4 separate regions of the Gossypium hirsutum genome follow, and regions 2, 3 and 4 are each linked to region 1. Evidence: chromatin contacts called from public Hi-C data. All regions are on one chromosome and are shown on one strand. Each heading gives the region's core, a stretch centred on a gene start, on an enhancer-like site or on the middle of the called end of the contact. The rest is flanking DNA. Distances are from core to core; before and after follow the strand shown. Region 1 holds the start of LOC107908485 (phosphoethanolamine N-methyltransferase 1). Region 2 holds the start of LOC107908481. Region 3 holds the start of LOC107908489. Region 4 holds the start of LOC107908488 (serine/threonine-protein kinase 11-interacting protein).

Region 1 (3,505 bases), core at 735-3,234:
AAGTTACCCAGTCAATTATTGAACAATTGAGGAGACAATAGGTTGCCATGTATGGAAAGCAATCAATTGTTTCTTTAAACCAGAAAATTGGTGTGTGTGTTTTAAATTTCATTTCAAATATAAACTTGATTGGCAAACAAGTTTCCAAGGATTAATAACACATTCACGCGGAAATTCGAAGCCATTTAAAAGAAACTTTTGATAAATATATAGAGGTTGGACGTGGGGTCTATTTCATGTTATTTTCACCAGCAACACCTGTCCCTAAGTTTAACCATTTGTTCACTTGGAAATTGGAATTCATGTGATATTTGAGAGGATTATATTTAAAATTTAAACTCAAAATAAAAATTGTGGTGCATATTTAAAGTAGACTCAGCATTCAGCACAATAATTCTTTTTAATTGATTATCCCCTATTTTAATATTACTAAGAGAAATAAATCTTTTTTCTATGTTTTTTAATTTGAATTTATAACACAAGAATTTATTAAAGATACAATCTCTTTTATTTATCTAAAACGAAACGTATATTTATGTTGGTCTAATTTATAAGCTTAAAATTTTGTTTAAACAGCATATATTTGTAAATAATTAATACAAATTAGTTTTAAATATATTTATATTTTTAAATTTTTTTTATAAAAATATAATATTGTTAATTTAATATTTAATAATTAAATATAATTTTTTATCAAAAATATTAAATATAAAAGCTTAACATATTTTTTTAATATTTACAGTACAATATCGTCATATATTATTATAAATTACATAAATATATGAAAATCTATTATATATAAAGAGATTCATCAATACGGGTGTAAAACTATGTAAATTAAAGTTATTCAAACGTGTGTGTATGTATATTGTTTAAACGCATCTTTTGAAGCTAATATTTTCATCCAAGCTCTACCCTTATCAAATGAAATTTTGGACAGATGGCACTATTAAGCTATTCTATTGCTTGATTTGTCCTCACACTTACATTTGTGGAGTTAAAATTTATTTGGTATTTGAGAGAATTTTGATTGAGTTAGGAAAATAAAATTTTAATTAGGTTGTACTCATATGATGTATCACATGATTAAAAAAAATAAATATATTAAATTGAAAAATTTTGACAGAAACTACCAACAATAATAATAATTAGATTAGAATTTTTAAATTGAAAATAAAAAAATTTAAAATTTTAACTTTTAAAGTACATTAATCTAATCTCAAATTTATAAAAATTTAAGTATTAAGAGCACATTTTAACCCAAATAAAAAGTAAGATGAGCTTTTTAAGTATAATAAATTCTTTTATACCATTTCTAAACTAACTATAGACTTTAGCCAATGAAGTCTTGGTTCAGTTGGTAAAGGCAGAGCCCTTAAGCTTTGATTATTTTAGTTTGAGACTTATTATTTATAATTATATGCGTGGATCTCGAAATCCACTACATGCAACTGCTATGAGTTTAATTTAATTTGTTGACTGTGCCAGTTCTTAATATGATTATACAGTAATAGTTTGATTTTATTTTGTGATTGGGAAAATATCTTACATATATTTATATAGTATTTATATCACTTAAAAAAACTATAAAATTTAAATCTTAAAACGAGATATTAGGGGCTTAAGCTTTTTTTTTTTGACAAAAAAAATGATATTAATAAAATTTTGAACACTATGGAGATAATAAGTTTTTTTTAAGAAAAAAATGATTGAGTCAGTTTACATTTCTGGCAATGGATTCAGCGTTAGTAATATATATATGTTAAGCAAAACTAATATAGTTGAATGTAAATAAATTTGGATTAGGTTACGCAAATCAGTATTTTTACGATTTTCTGATATTGATTTGATTTGATTTGTTTTGTCGTCTACCTAATCAGGCCTTAGATTTGTTAACATAATGCATTGGTCCGACCCGACCCAAATTATAATCAGGTCTAGCATTTCCCCAGCCCTTACTCTATAAAAAGCGAGATGAAGCATTCTCGGTTTCCCGCACCAGAAGCAGTAGAAATTGGCAATTGCTGTGTGTGAGAGAGAAAGTGAGAGTAATAGTAGTATCAATAATTTGGCTTAGGTTGCATCTCTGTGTCTGATGCAACAGAGAGGAAGAACTAACAACCGTAGATCAAGGTCTTTCTCCAGATCTCGGCTTGCTGTCGAAGGATTTTAGTTCCCCTTTTCACTCCCCATTAAAAAAAAAAAAAAAATCAATTCCTCTCAGAGCTCACTAGAGATCTTCTCTGTTAACCATGGCGGCTAACGGTGAGATCTCCACCTTCATATTGATCATTTCTTGCGTTGTTTTTTTCAACTTAGAACCAAAGGACAATTGAAATGGATTGACATTGTTTAATCAACATTTGCGAACCCACACATGGATCTCTCAACGACCTTTAACTAATATTTAAGAAGAAAATTTAAATTTTGATTGTTCTGTAAATTATATATAGGATTTGTAGGAGATGAACGCAAAGTTCAAAAGAATTACTGGATTGAACACTCGGTTGATCTGACGGTGGAGGCTATGATGCTCGACTCCAAAGCCGCTGATATTGACAAAGAAGAACGTCCCGAAGTAATATTTCCTTTCTTCCTTCCTTTTTGTTTTCTGCATTGTTTATTTTTCTCTTTATTAAGTTAATTTAACAAGTTCATTTTTAACTATATTTACAATTTTAAATTTATTTCCTTTTTGGCTTTCATATTTAAGTAAAAATTGTTTATCTATGAATATCTTCAGTTGTTATCATGGAACCATAGAGTTTAATGAGCATTTATGCTTATTATTGCCTTTTAATTGTTGCTGCTGTTCTTTTGTGCTTAATTTTAAACTTCAGTTGTCATTTAGATTCCTAAATTTCGTTGTTGATATTTGCAGGTGCTCTCCTTACTCCCTCCATATGAAGGGAAAACCATTTTGGAACTAGGAGCTGGCATTGGCCGATTTACTGGTGACTTAGCTAAGAAGGCTGGTCATGTTATAGCATTAGACTTCATTGAGAATGTTATAAAGAAGGTCATTGAAACTCAAACTGACAGAAATTTTTTAGTTTGCTAATTAATAAGGGACTTGACTGGATTTCATTAATTGCAGAATGAAACCATCAATGGACATTATAAGAACGTCAAATTCCTCTGTGCGGATGTCACTTCCCCTGATTTGGCTTTTACAGAAGGATCACTGGACTTGATTTTCTCAAACTGGCTGTTGATGTATCTCTCAGATAAAGAGGTGATTTTTGTTGCTTCTTCTTCAGTAACATGGAAAAAAAAAGGGAGTTCTTAGGGGCAAATTAGCTATTGATTTCAATTTTTTTTTACTTGCTGAATTCGGCCCCATTTTTGGCATTGAAATTTCTAATAAAGCATATTTTTGAGTATATCTGTCTGAAAGTATTATTAAATGCAGGTTGAGAATTTGGCCGAAAGGATGCTCAAGTGGTTGAAGGTTGGTGGACATATTTTCTTCAGGGAGTCTTGCTTTCATCAATCTGGTGATTGC
Region 2 (3,505 bases), core at 353-2,852, 230 kb after region 1:
TAAAGTCACGGTCCAGACCCAGACAGCCTGCAATGCATGTAAAGATTGTGGTGCAGTAAAGTTTATTAGATGTCACACTGATAAACAGCAAAGAAATGGGTGTGATCAGACAGATACGAAGACCTGAAATATCCAGAAAACTGCTAATTTCCCCAAATTACTGCGCATCTCATCAAAACGTCGATCCTCGCCCCATTGCAAAATTCTGAACGCATTTCACATGATATTGGTAATCTTTCAATTAAATCATCAAATATATATAAACAAAAAAAAAAGGAAAAAATAGTTAATAAAATTTCATACTATTATACCTCATCAATAGAAAAATTGCCAAGCGTAGCCCCCATATTACTACAAGCGAAGTCAATACTACCTGGAAAGCAGAGTTGCAAAATCACTACATACAAACAGGAGGTGCAAGAACAGTATAAATGAGCTTTAAGGACCCTCTAAAATGAGTCAACACCTAACAGATGAACAGTTTAAACCAGTGATGTTTGAAGCAAACTTTTACGCAGTCAATCCAAATTACCTGACGAAAATGCCATGATCCTTTAATTATCAGAGTCAACACAGCAATTATAACAAAATTCGTGCTTCCTGAGCAAAAGAAAACAAAGACGATATCATTTAGAAACCAATGAATTCACATTTGAAGAATTGTATGAATTGTTATATGGGTCTTTACCTTTCCTATGCTCTAATAAAGGTTCAAAAGAACAATTAAAGAAGCTAAATTTATGGATGAGGTACCTGCAAAGTCAGTGACTTTATCGAACTTGAGAAGAGCGGTGATTATAAAGAAAAATATTTGATATCCCAACTGCACAAGCAAAACCCAAAATAAATCAAACATCAATTATTTTGGAGGGAGAGAGGGAGAAAATAAAAACATACAGTTACAATGGCAGTTAGAGCTAAGAAATGGGAATCTAAAACAGTTGCCATTTTGTTTGAATGGAAATCCTGTTTGCTTATTCTTCTTCCAGTTTCTTTTGCTTCTGATTAAAGCATAGGCTTAAGAAAGGGGTGTGGTAACGGGCAATGGAGGAAGATCAAACAAAAATAATTAAAATAATAAATTTAGGAATATCAACCATAAATAAATAAACCATATAAATTCTATTAATTCTCCTCAAACAAATAATGCTCGATAAATTGAATGATAAAAAATAAATCCCCACATCTGTTAAACAAAAGTAATATTGCATAAAAGAATAAATCATGAAGAGACATTTATATATAGGTTAAAAAGTAAATTTAAACTAAATTTAATAAAACCTAATTAATATATAATAAAAATTAAGTCTTAAAATTCGATCTCAATATAATTTAAACTCGATTTAAAGTTCGAAACTCATCATTTCCCTTAATAATCCTGTCTAAAAGTTTTGATTCGCATAGTTTCACTAAAATAATTATAACTTAAGTCCCAAACTCAAAATTAAATGATTCAAAATACATTTTAAAATTAAAAAATAGATTTTTAAATGCTATAAAAATATATCAATTCAGAAATAATTAATTCTCAACTAAATCGAATAATTTTCAAACTTAAAAATTAATAGCTTTCATAAATAAAATTTAATATATTTCACTCCATGTATCAAAATTGATTTGCTTTTGTAGAAGGCTATGATACATGCTTAGAATTGCTTTGCCTTCTAATGAAGTTATCGTCGACGGTTTATAGCCGTACGGTGCGAGTGGCTATGATTTGAACAGCAATTCTAAGTGCTTCTAGAATTGAAATGTACGTATACCGTTCAAAACTTGGGTTGCGTGCTTGCTTCAATTTCTTACACCCTCCTTTTTAACTCCAAAAGCTCAAAATTTATAATTACTCCTAAATTCCATTTCCAACCCCAAATATTATATGTCCAAACTCTTAAGTTACTTTCGACGGAGGTAGAAAGCTAACTGAAATTAAATTATAATTTTTATAATAGTAAAAATATAATTTTATTATTTTTATAATTTATATTTTTATAATTTTTAAAAAATTAATTAATTTTTATCATTTGTAAAGGATTAAAATGTAATTTTATAATTTAAAAATTTTAAAAATTTTAAATTACTTAAATAAAATCCGGCATGCTATTGCTAACTTTCCATTTGCTAAAACTCATTTCTTTTTTCTCAGAATAAATTACACCATTAGTTACTAAATTATAATTATGTTTTAGTCACTTAATTAAAAAATATAAAATTTGGTTATTTAATTATTTAAAAAATTTTATTTAAATTATATTTGAAAAAAATTGGTGCAGATAGTACGAATAGAAAAAGTTATATAGTATTGATTTCAACAATTCGATTACTTAAATGAAAACTTTTAAATAGTTTAGTAACTAAATTATAATTTTTTTAAATTACAGAACTAAAACAAAAATTTATCTATAATTTAATGACTAATGATATAATTTACCCTTTTTATTGACTTTTAAGTTACATTTAACTAATTATATGATAATTTCAGTTAGATTGAGGATGCCTCTACCATGCCTTCTGTGCATTGGCATCTAAAGGGTTTTTTATCCCAATTTTCAAAACAATCGCAGTGGACTTGGGGATAAAAATAGAATTCCACAAAAGGGTATTGAATAAATAATTTAACTTAAACCAATTAATCAGAATAAATTTAGGAGAATTTACACATAAATTAAATAAGATGAAACACACAAATTAATCAAAAGGGGTAGGCGGTGCACACCCTTCTAGAATCCCTGTGTGCTGCTTATCGCATCACAAATGGGCTTATTAGTAACTTTTCTGTATTAGGTTGAATTATTTGTGTTATTTAATTTTTAAATTAATTTATATAATTTTATTACCTAATAATTTGTTTTTATTTTTAAAATATTATTTGTTTAATTAATTAATTAATTAATTTAATTAATTAATTTCTTTAATCAAATTATTTTTTCAATCAAATTCTAATTCAGTTCGAGTCATGAAAACTTTACTATTGAAAAATGAATTTAATTATTTATTCAATAAAATTGCTATTACTAATTAATTTAATTTCCACATTGAACTCCAATTATATAATTATAAACAATTAAAAGTTGTTAAGAAATTATGCTATAGATTAGAAGTACAAGGCCTCTAATGAAATAATATGAAACTCGGTTTTGATTTGATACTAAATATCCAAAAATATGAGCATTTTGAATATAAGGACTAAAATGAATAAAATGCAAAGTATATTTAATTGATGTGTTTATCATATGATTGAGTGAAAACTAATACTATTTTTATGACTGAATTATTGTACATAGCTAAAAACGATGTTAGGCCATCTCAAGACAAAGGAAAGACGAAGGTCGTAAGTGAGTAGCTATTGTTGAAAATTTTTTGATTCAAAAACAGTTTTCTTGCACAGCAAAAAGTTAAAATTTTGAAAATCGAGCTGATTTGTGATATTTATAGTAATAAAATTTTCTTAAAATTGCACTTGTGTTTTTGGCTAGACGGATTCTTGCCATTCTTGGATTTTAACCGA
Region 3 (3,505 bases), core at 732-3,231, 200 kb before region 1:
AGTAGCATACTAACCAAGACCCTCACTTGTTAGCCATTACAGTCGAAAAAACATTAATTTTATATATTACTTTAACTTACCCAAGACCCTCAGTTTTTAGTCATTACAGTGGAAACAATATTTTTTTTTTATATTATTTCATTTCCCAATTAGTTGAGAACATACATTTGTCTATCATTCTTCAAAAAGAAAGCACATTTTTGTTCTTTTTACACCTCAAATATATCAAGATCAATTACTTGGCTCATGAAATTCCCTCATTGAAAAATGAAAACCAACTTATTGTAAAGTTGTAAATGCATGGTTGAAACAGTTGAACACAAACATTATTGTAAAGTTGTAAGTTTGGCTCAAATATAGATGCAAGTAGCTCCTTGAACAAAAAGCTGCATACGATCCCCCCCCCCAACCCTTAATAATAAACATAATAACAACAATAACAGCAAAAAGAAATGCTCAATATTATATTACCTTTCCCTGCCTCCCTAAGGCTGAAGCATTCAGTGCCCCCTAGCTTCAAAAACTCGTTCATCAAAAGATTTTGGACCTGCAGATAGAATGTTGCAGCGCAACAGAAATTAAAAAAGCTCTCAAAATCAATTTCAAATCGCAAGGTTGTTCTGATGTTGAGCAATAAAAATCTAAAAAATGTATGAACTGCAGAGAATTATGAAAAGAAAGATACTGTACTTGCGAAACTCATGATAAAGATGGAATATCTTTAAGTAGTAGCTAATTGCTGAAATGTTACAGTTAAAAGTTGGGTAAAATTCTTCCACAATTGACCTTGAGCAATGTTTCATAGAAATATAATATTGCACTTGGTTCCTCATGTATATTTAACAACACTGAAGCTAATATGATGAAGTGTAGATAACTTATTTCTAGAAAGTAGAAACTTTCAGTTCATGAAATCCGGCTTATAATGTGGCTGGTTGGGTTACAAATGCAAACTCGTAGATGTAGTTTTTCACAATTCAGTATCATCATCCTACAACTACAATAGAAGAGCATTAAAGGAATTTTCAGCCATGATCGAGGAATAATCGAATCTTCACCATCAAAGGAAAGCCACACTGGACTAAACACTAAAGTCAAATAAACTTAAATGTCAAGATGAACAATGATATTTGGAATCTCAAAATTTGACTTGATAATCGGTAAGGCAAAAAAACAAAATAACTCAAATTCTATTGCTCCAAGTCTTCACTTTTCTTTAAGTATAGGTATCTAACACATTAAATTAGATGGTTAGGACGACTAACCCTCCATATATGTTAAGAAACCTAGAAAAAATTGAATTTTCCCGTGGCGTTGCATTTCCGCATACGACATTCACCCAAAGTACCGAGGAGCTTAGAATTGAATGTCAAAGATACAAAATTCAGACATTGCAGCTTTATGTTAGCCAAATTTCAGGTCTGCCTATTGAAACTATTGGTATAACATGAATTTAAGCACTTGAATATGCAATAAAATTTTCAAGTACCCATCTGTATCAAAATTCCAAAACGGATTAAATAACAAAACATCATTCCAGTTCTTAAATGTGAAGTCTTAAGGAACAGCTGCCACTGCAACTGAATTAACTAAATATTCCGATTTGGATTACAAATACGCTTTCATCAAGAACCAAACTGAGATCTTAAAAATCAATTAAGTTTAGCAATAGTCAACTGGCAATATCTTGAAAAGGAAAAAGTGAAAGATTTGGAACCTCAAAAGCTTGGACTTTGTAGCCAGCGCGAAGAAGCGAAGCAGCCATGTCCAAGCTCAACTGGTCCAACCCCACGAATCCTATAACGCCCGCCATTGCAGAACACACTTTTTCTCCGCTTTGCTTTGCTTTGCTTTGCTCGGCTTCGGTGATTGTTCATTAATTAATAAATACCACTTGACATGAAACCTGAAAGTCCAGACCAGCTCGCTATCAATCAAAATGGGCCAAGCAATTATTAAATTACTATTTTGGAGTGTTCCACGTTCTAAATCTTAATAATGTTAATATATCCGAGTTAATTTAAAATAATTTTATATAATTAATATTTTAATGATATAATCATTAGATTAAAATATTACAATGAATAATCCATTTTGACCAAAAGGCTAAACTTCAATGGCAAATTCTCTCTCTGACAGTAATGGCAGTAAGTCGCGTTCTATTGAAGATCGAAACATTAAGAAAGAGCGATTTAAGGATAATAATGCAAACGCGGACATGGATATGGTTGTGGAATTGCCACATGAACCGATGCTGTCTTGGAAAAATAGGTTAATGGGGAAAGGCCTTATTGGATCAAGGAGGTCGGCTAGAACCTCTAGACTTGAGGATGATGATGATTTCAAATTTTTGGAAAGGGATGTCACAAGGTCGGCTAATCCCCTCGATCGAGTTCTTGGATAAGGTGTATCAACTTTTGGTCAAAAACATGGATACTATGCTGGTTCTTAAACTATTGGGGTGGAACATCGGGTATGCTACTCTCCAAAATAAGACATATAGCCTCTGGCGGCCTTCCATGTCGTTTTAACTAATGGATATCGAGAATGGCTATTTCTTGGCAAAGTTTCAAAACAAAGAAGATTATGAGAATGTGTTATCTTATGGACCTTGGGTCATGTATGGGCAATACTTGACAATGCAACCCTGGATCGTAGATTTCAGTTCATCGCAGCTTTACCCGAATATTGTGGTTACCTGGATTCGACTATCGGGTCTTCGAGGATACATGTACAAGTGAAGGATAATTGAGGAAATTGAAGACATGGTGGGGAAGGTTGTTAAATTAGATTATAACACTAATAGTAGAACAAATAGTCGATTTGCTTGTATGGCGGTGTATGTTAATTTGGACAAACCTTTGACCTCTCAAGTTTTGATTAATGGCACAACCCAACTTATTGAGTATGAATCTTTGTGGATGATACGGCCATGTGAAAGAATTGTGTCGAAAGGTCGTCATGGTCATGTCCTAAACTGGAAAAAGAATGGCGACATCTGGTACATCGTCGACGAAATCCAGCATGGTGAAATAGGAAGAGGCATACAAACCTTGGATGCTGGTTGAGAGAAGATCAAGGCAAAAAAACAAGAGATTCCCAAAAGCAATGAGCTAAAAATCCAGAGGAGGAAAATATGATATCACGTTTTAATGCTTTGGTTCCTTTGGATAGAAAGGTTAGTGAGACTAGTTCAGAAATTAAGAAGATTTTGAGATTCAGTATTAAAGGAAAAGATATTATGGAGGTTGTGAATCTAGAAGATTCTAATGGCAAGCAACGTAGAACACTGGCCCACTAAGGAAGGAAGTTGGTCAATGTAGGAGCATGGATTTAGGGAGACAAGTCGAGTCAGTTGGTATAAAATTAGCTCACCTACCAATAATAATAGTATGGGCCTAGGGGATGTGGGAAACCCTTAAAGGCCCTAGGTAAGCAACCAATGCAGGAGGGTAACATGAACCAAGGGAATAAAGTGATGTCAGCAACTTTCCAAATTGGATCC
Region 4 (3,505 bases), core at 583-3,082, 140 kb before region 1:
GATAAACCAAAACAAGAAATATTTAGCAAAAGGAGCATGACTATTGCATATTAATAGAAATTCCACAACAAAAACATGCCATATACATACATTTTCTGGATGACTGAAGTAGCTGAAAACTTGTGCGCGATACCATCGAGCACAACATAGTGGATTCCCTTCCAGCCACACGCTTTGTAGAAATGAGAGGCCCACAATGAACTCCAACTCTGAAAAATTGGAAATAATATTGCAGGAAACATCAAGCCCTTCAAGTGACTTCAAATTCTCAATCCCACGCAATGTAGATAGTGCATTGTTCCTCAAAACTAGTTTAACAACATGACAGCAGACCTGCATTTTCAAAAACAATGGTGCATAGGTCCCTATATCAAAACTTCAGATATAGAGCATGTCACTAAGAAATTATTCAAAGGAGTTTTTACCTAGGAAAAAAATATTCAAATGAATGTCTATAAGTAATTTAAATAGAGAAGTGTAATGGGAAATAACAAGAAAAGGCAAAATCAAAGCACTCAAGTAATGCGCATGAAAGTAACAACTAACACGAAACTCCGACGAAAATGATTGTTTAAATACAGACAATTGCACAATTACAAGCAAACAAGATAGGGAAGCAATAACAATTGTAGTATCCAGAAAAATACATGCTAGAGAAGATGATACCGCTATAAGCCCCATTTGATAAATCTTTCAGCATCAAATCAAAATCAAATGTCAAGTAAAAATCTGAGTTATTCCTACCTCACTAAATGATGAGATGGATCGCAGTTGATTGAATCCAAGGTCCAAGTGCTTCAAATTAGCACATTTTTGAAGATTATCCACTTTGGCAAACTTGTTTCGACTCAAATCAAGGGTTTCAACAGAGGGAAGAAGTTGCAAAGACTCGTCCATTAGTAGCAGGCAATTGCATGCACACGATACAAAGGACAAGCGGTTCCACTGTGGACAGCCCTTTACCTCAGCAATTCTACTGGCAAACACATGTCGCAAAGCATCCTACACATGCCAAAAATATTGATCTTGAGAAAAAAATTTGTGTAAAGTACCCATATATAATTAATAACTTTAATGGTCCTTAGTTAGGAAGAAGAAAATAGGGGAGGGAGATCTTATGATTTATAATCACAAAAACTGAATGAATGTCATTAATTCTTCCTCTCGTTCGAAAATAATGCAAAACACTCACGGTTGAATTATGACAAATAATTTTCTCCAAAGTATGTCTCAACTCAAGCAACCCCTTGGCTGCTGAGGTCGACAAATCGCACCCTCTGAGTTCCAGAACCTTCAGTCTTCCAAACGGGAGCAACGAGAGCGGCGTGGGATCACGCGCAAGAGGGGCCAAGGCAGATACCACCTTAAGAGTGGTTAGGAGGCGTAGTATCCGCCGAAGCTGCTCGAGCGCACGGTGGTCCCCAAGGTCCGAGACGTAGGCACGTAGATAGTCAACTGGAGCTCCCACTAGAAGTCTGTCGAGCTCCTGCAACGCTTGGAGCCGAGACTGCACGTAATGGAGCCCCGCCGGGTTGAGCTTCAGAACCTTAGTTCCATCAATCAAAGGCCCCGCTTGGTCGTCAACGAATTTGAACAGCTTCTCAAGGTAGCGACCCCTTGTGACGATCGCCATTGGCATCAAGTTTTAGAAAATCACCCACACCGCCATATTCCAAAGCTCATAAGTGAACAAAGGGTTTGAAGAATGCGAATGAAGGAAGGTTTGAAAGGAAGAAATGAATCATTAAATGATAAGGGGAATAGCAGGAAATAGAAAAGGACGGCTGTAGCGTACCTTGAGAATGATGGGGTGGTTCATTATGTTCTGGCTTTGGTTGGTTCGGGGGAAAAAGGTCAAATAATTGGGAAGTGAAATATGGTGCGTAGGGAAATGAGACACCTGGCGCACATGCACACAACATGGGGAATCCAATTCCAAACAACGTGTCGGCTTCCTCCAGAATCCAAACAAATGCGGGGTCCACCCCAGATGTTTGTTTGTTCAAGCATAAACGACCTTGCATAATTTGCATTTGCCATTTGCCGCCCCCATCTCAATCCTTATTTTTGCCTAAATAGAGTTTTATTAAAGAGGAAAATATATTAGGGTGCGTTTGGTTCGCTGTATTGGATTAGAGGTGTATTGGATTAGAAGTGTATTGGATTAGAGGTGTATTAGATTAAATGTGTAATAGCAAATCAACTATTTGGTTGAATGTAATGGAATAGAGGCGTAATAGTAATCTTGTGTTTGGTTGAATGGAATAGAGGTGTAATAGCATAGTGGAAAAAACTAAAATGACTAGAATACCCTTAGCATAAATTTGTTTTGGTAAATGATTATTGTTATTGTTATTTAAATTTTAATAAGATTATTATTATCAATAATAAATATTTTAATCATATTTAAACATAATTATTATTAAACATATTTTAATTAAAATATATAATTTAATAAAATTCTTAATAATTACCAGAAATTTGTTTTGGTAAATTATTATTGTTATTGTTATTTAAATTTTGATAAGATTATTAATATGAATAATAAATAATTTAATCATATTTAAACATAATTATTATTAAATATATTATACTTAAAATATATAATTTAATAAAATTCTTAATAATTAATATTCTTATATGAATTTACTCAAATCATAATATATTATATGATACTATAAAAGATAATTTGAAATAATTAATATTAAATATATTTTAATTAAAATATATGATTTAATAAAATTTAAAATAATTATAACTAATAAAATTTAATAAGTAAGAATTGAACTCTAAAAAATAAAAAAAACATAACCATATCGAATTATCATCAAGAACTCGATTGAGTTTACAACAATTCTGAATTAAACGGAAGTACTGCCTCAATATCTCACTTCAACTAAAAATATAAAGCAAGCATTCAATAGAAGAAATTCAAGCCGATACAATATCTCTTTCACCCTGCTCTCAACTCCAATTGGCCTTCCATGAAACCGATTCTTCACTTCAAACAAAATAGCTCACCAATCTAGCAGGAAAACGAATACTATCCAAAGTTGCCATTGAAAATAACCTCCAACTTCATGTGTCCATTCCACAAGTTAAGGGAAAAAGCAATCTCTACCAATTCTGGATTTATATGATGCATTGATAAATTAGGAAATAAAAGGCCATGAGGTAAGGTTGCTAAAAAATCACAATGAATCAAAAGTAATTTACCTCTTCAGGAAGGCTAAATTGCCAAGAGCACATGTTTCCTCTAAAGCACCAAAAACCAGAAGGCATATTTGTTGACAAGTTGCAGTACTGCCTCAAGATCTTAGTTCAACTACAATATAAAGCAAGCATTCAGCAGAAGAAATCAAAAGCTTACTTGTTCCTCGTTTTCAGCAGAAGGGAATCTCTACTTACTCTGCCTATGTCATGAGCACCAATACCAAAAACTAAACAATGAAGCTGAATGATGTCCATCACTGATCCTATGAATTAAAACAATCAATGCAATCAG

The links. A called contact is a pair of places that touch in the nucleus more often than the background predicts.
Region 2: a contact with region 1 is called in a Hi-C map of leaf, with 6 times the contacts expected there. The contact joins the promoter of LOC107908481 here to the promoter of LOC107908485 in region 1. A contact is called at or near these places in 6 of 34 Hi-C or Micro-C datasets (callus, hypocotyl, leaf and 1 more).
Region 3: a contact with region 1 is called in a Hi-C map of callus, with 1.8 times the contacts expected there. The contact joins the promoter of LOC107908489 here to the promoter of LOC107908485 in region 1. A contact is called at or near these places in 3 of 34 Hi-C or Micro-C datasets (anther, callus and seedling).
Region 4: a contact with region 1 is called in a Hi-C map of leaf, with 4 times the contacts expected there. The contact joins the promoter of LOC107908488 here to the promoter of LOC107908485 in region 1. A contact is called at or near these places in 14 of 34 Hi-C or Micro-C datasets (callus, hypocotyl, leaf and 2 more).

The regions. Positions count from the first base shown.
Region 1 is chrD02:42,727,517-42,731,021 of Gossypium_hirsutum_v2.1, forward strand. LOC107908485 (phosphoethanolamine N-methyltransferase 1) reads left to right here and starts at 1,985. Exons shown (of 12, transcript XM_016835662.2): 1 at 1,985-2,265; 2 at 2,454-2,578; 3 at 2,882-3,019; 4 at 3,098-3,235; 5 at 3,413-3,505. The coding sequence starts at 2,253.
Region 2 is chrD02:42,956,622-42,960,126 of Gossypium_hirsutum_v2.1, forward strand. It overlaps LOC107908481, which reads right to left and starts at 1,603. Exons shown (of 10, transcript XM_016835660.2): 1 at 898-1,603; 2 at 754-823; 3 at 533-600; 4 at 312-373; 5 at 124-205; 6 at 1-27. The coding sequence starts at 948.
Region 3 is chrD02:42,525,747-42,529,251 of Gossypium_hirsutum_v2.1, forward strand. It overlaps LOC107908489, which reads right to left and starts at 1,982. Exons shown (of 42, transcript XM_016835665.2): 1 at 1,718-1,982; 2 at 472-547. The coding sequence starts at 1,813.
Region 4 is chrD02:42,586,400-42,589,904 of Gossypium_hirsutum_v2.1, forward strand. It overlaps LOC107908488 (serine/threonine-protein kinase 11-interacting protein), which reads right to left and starts at 1,833. Exons shown (of 7, transcript XR_005910294.1): 1 at 1,193-1,833; 2 at 745-1,002; 3 at 91-333.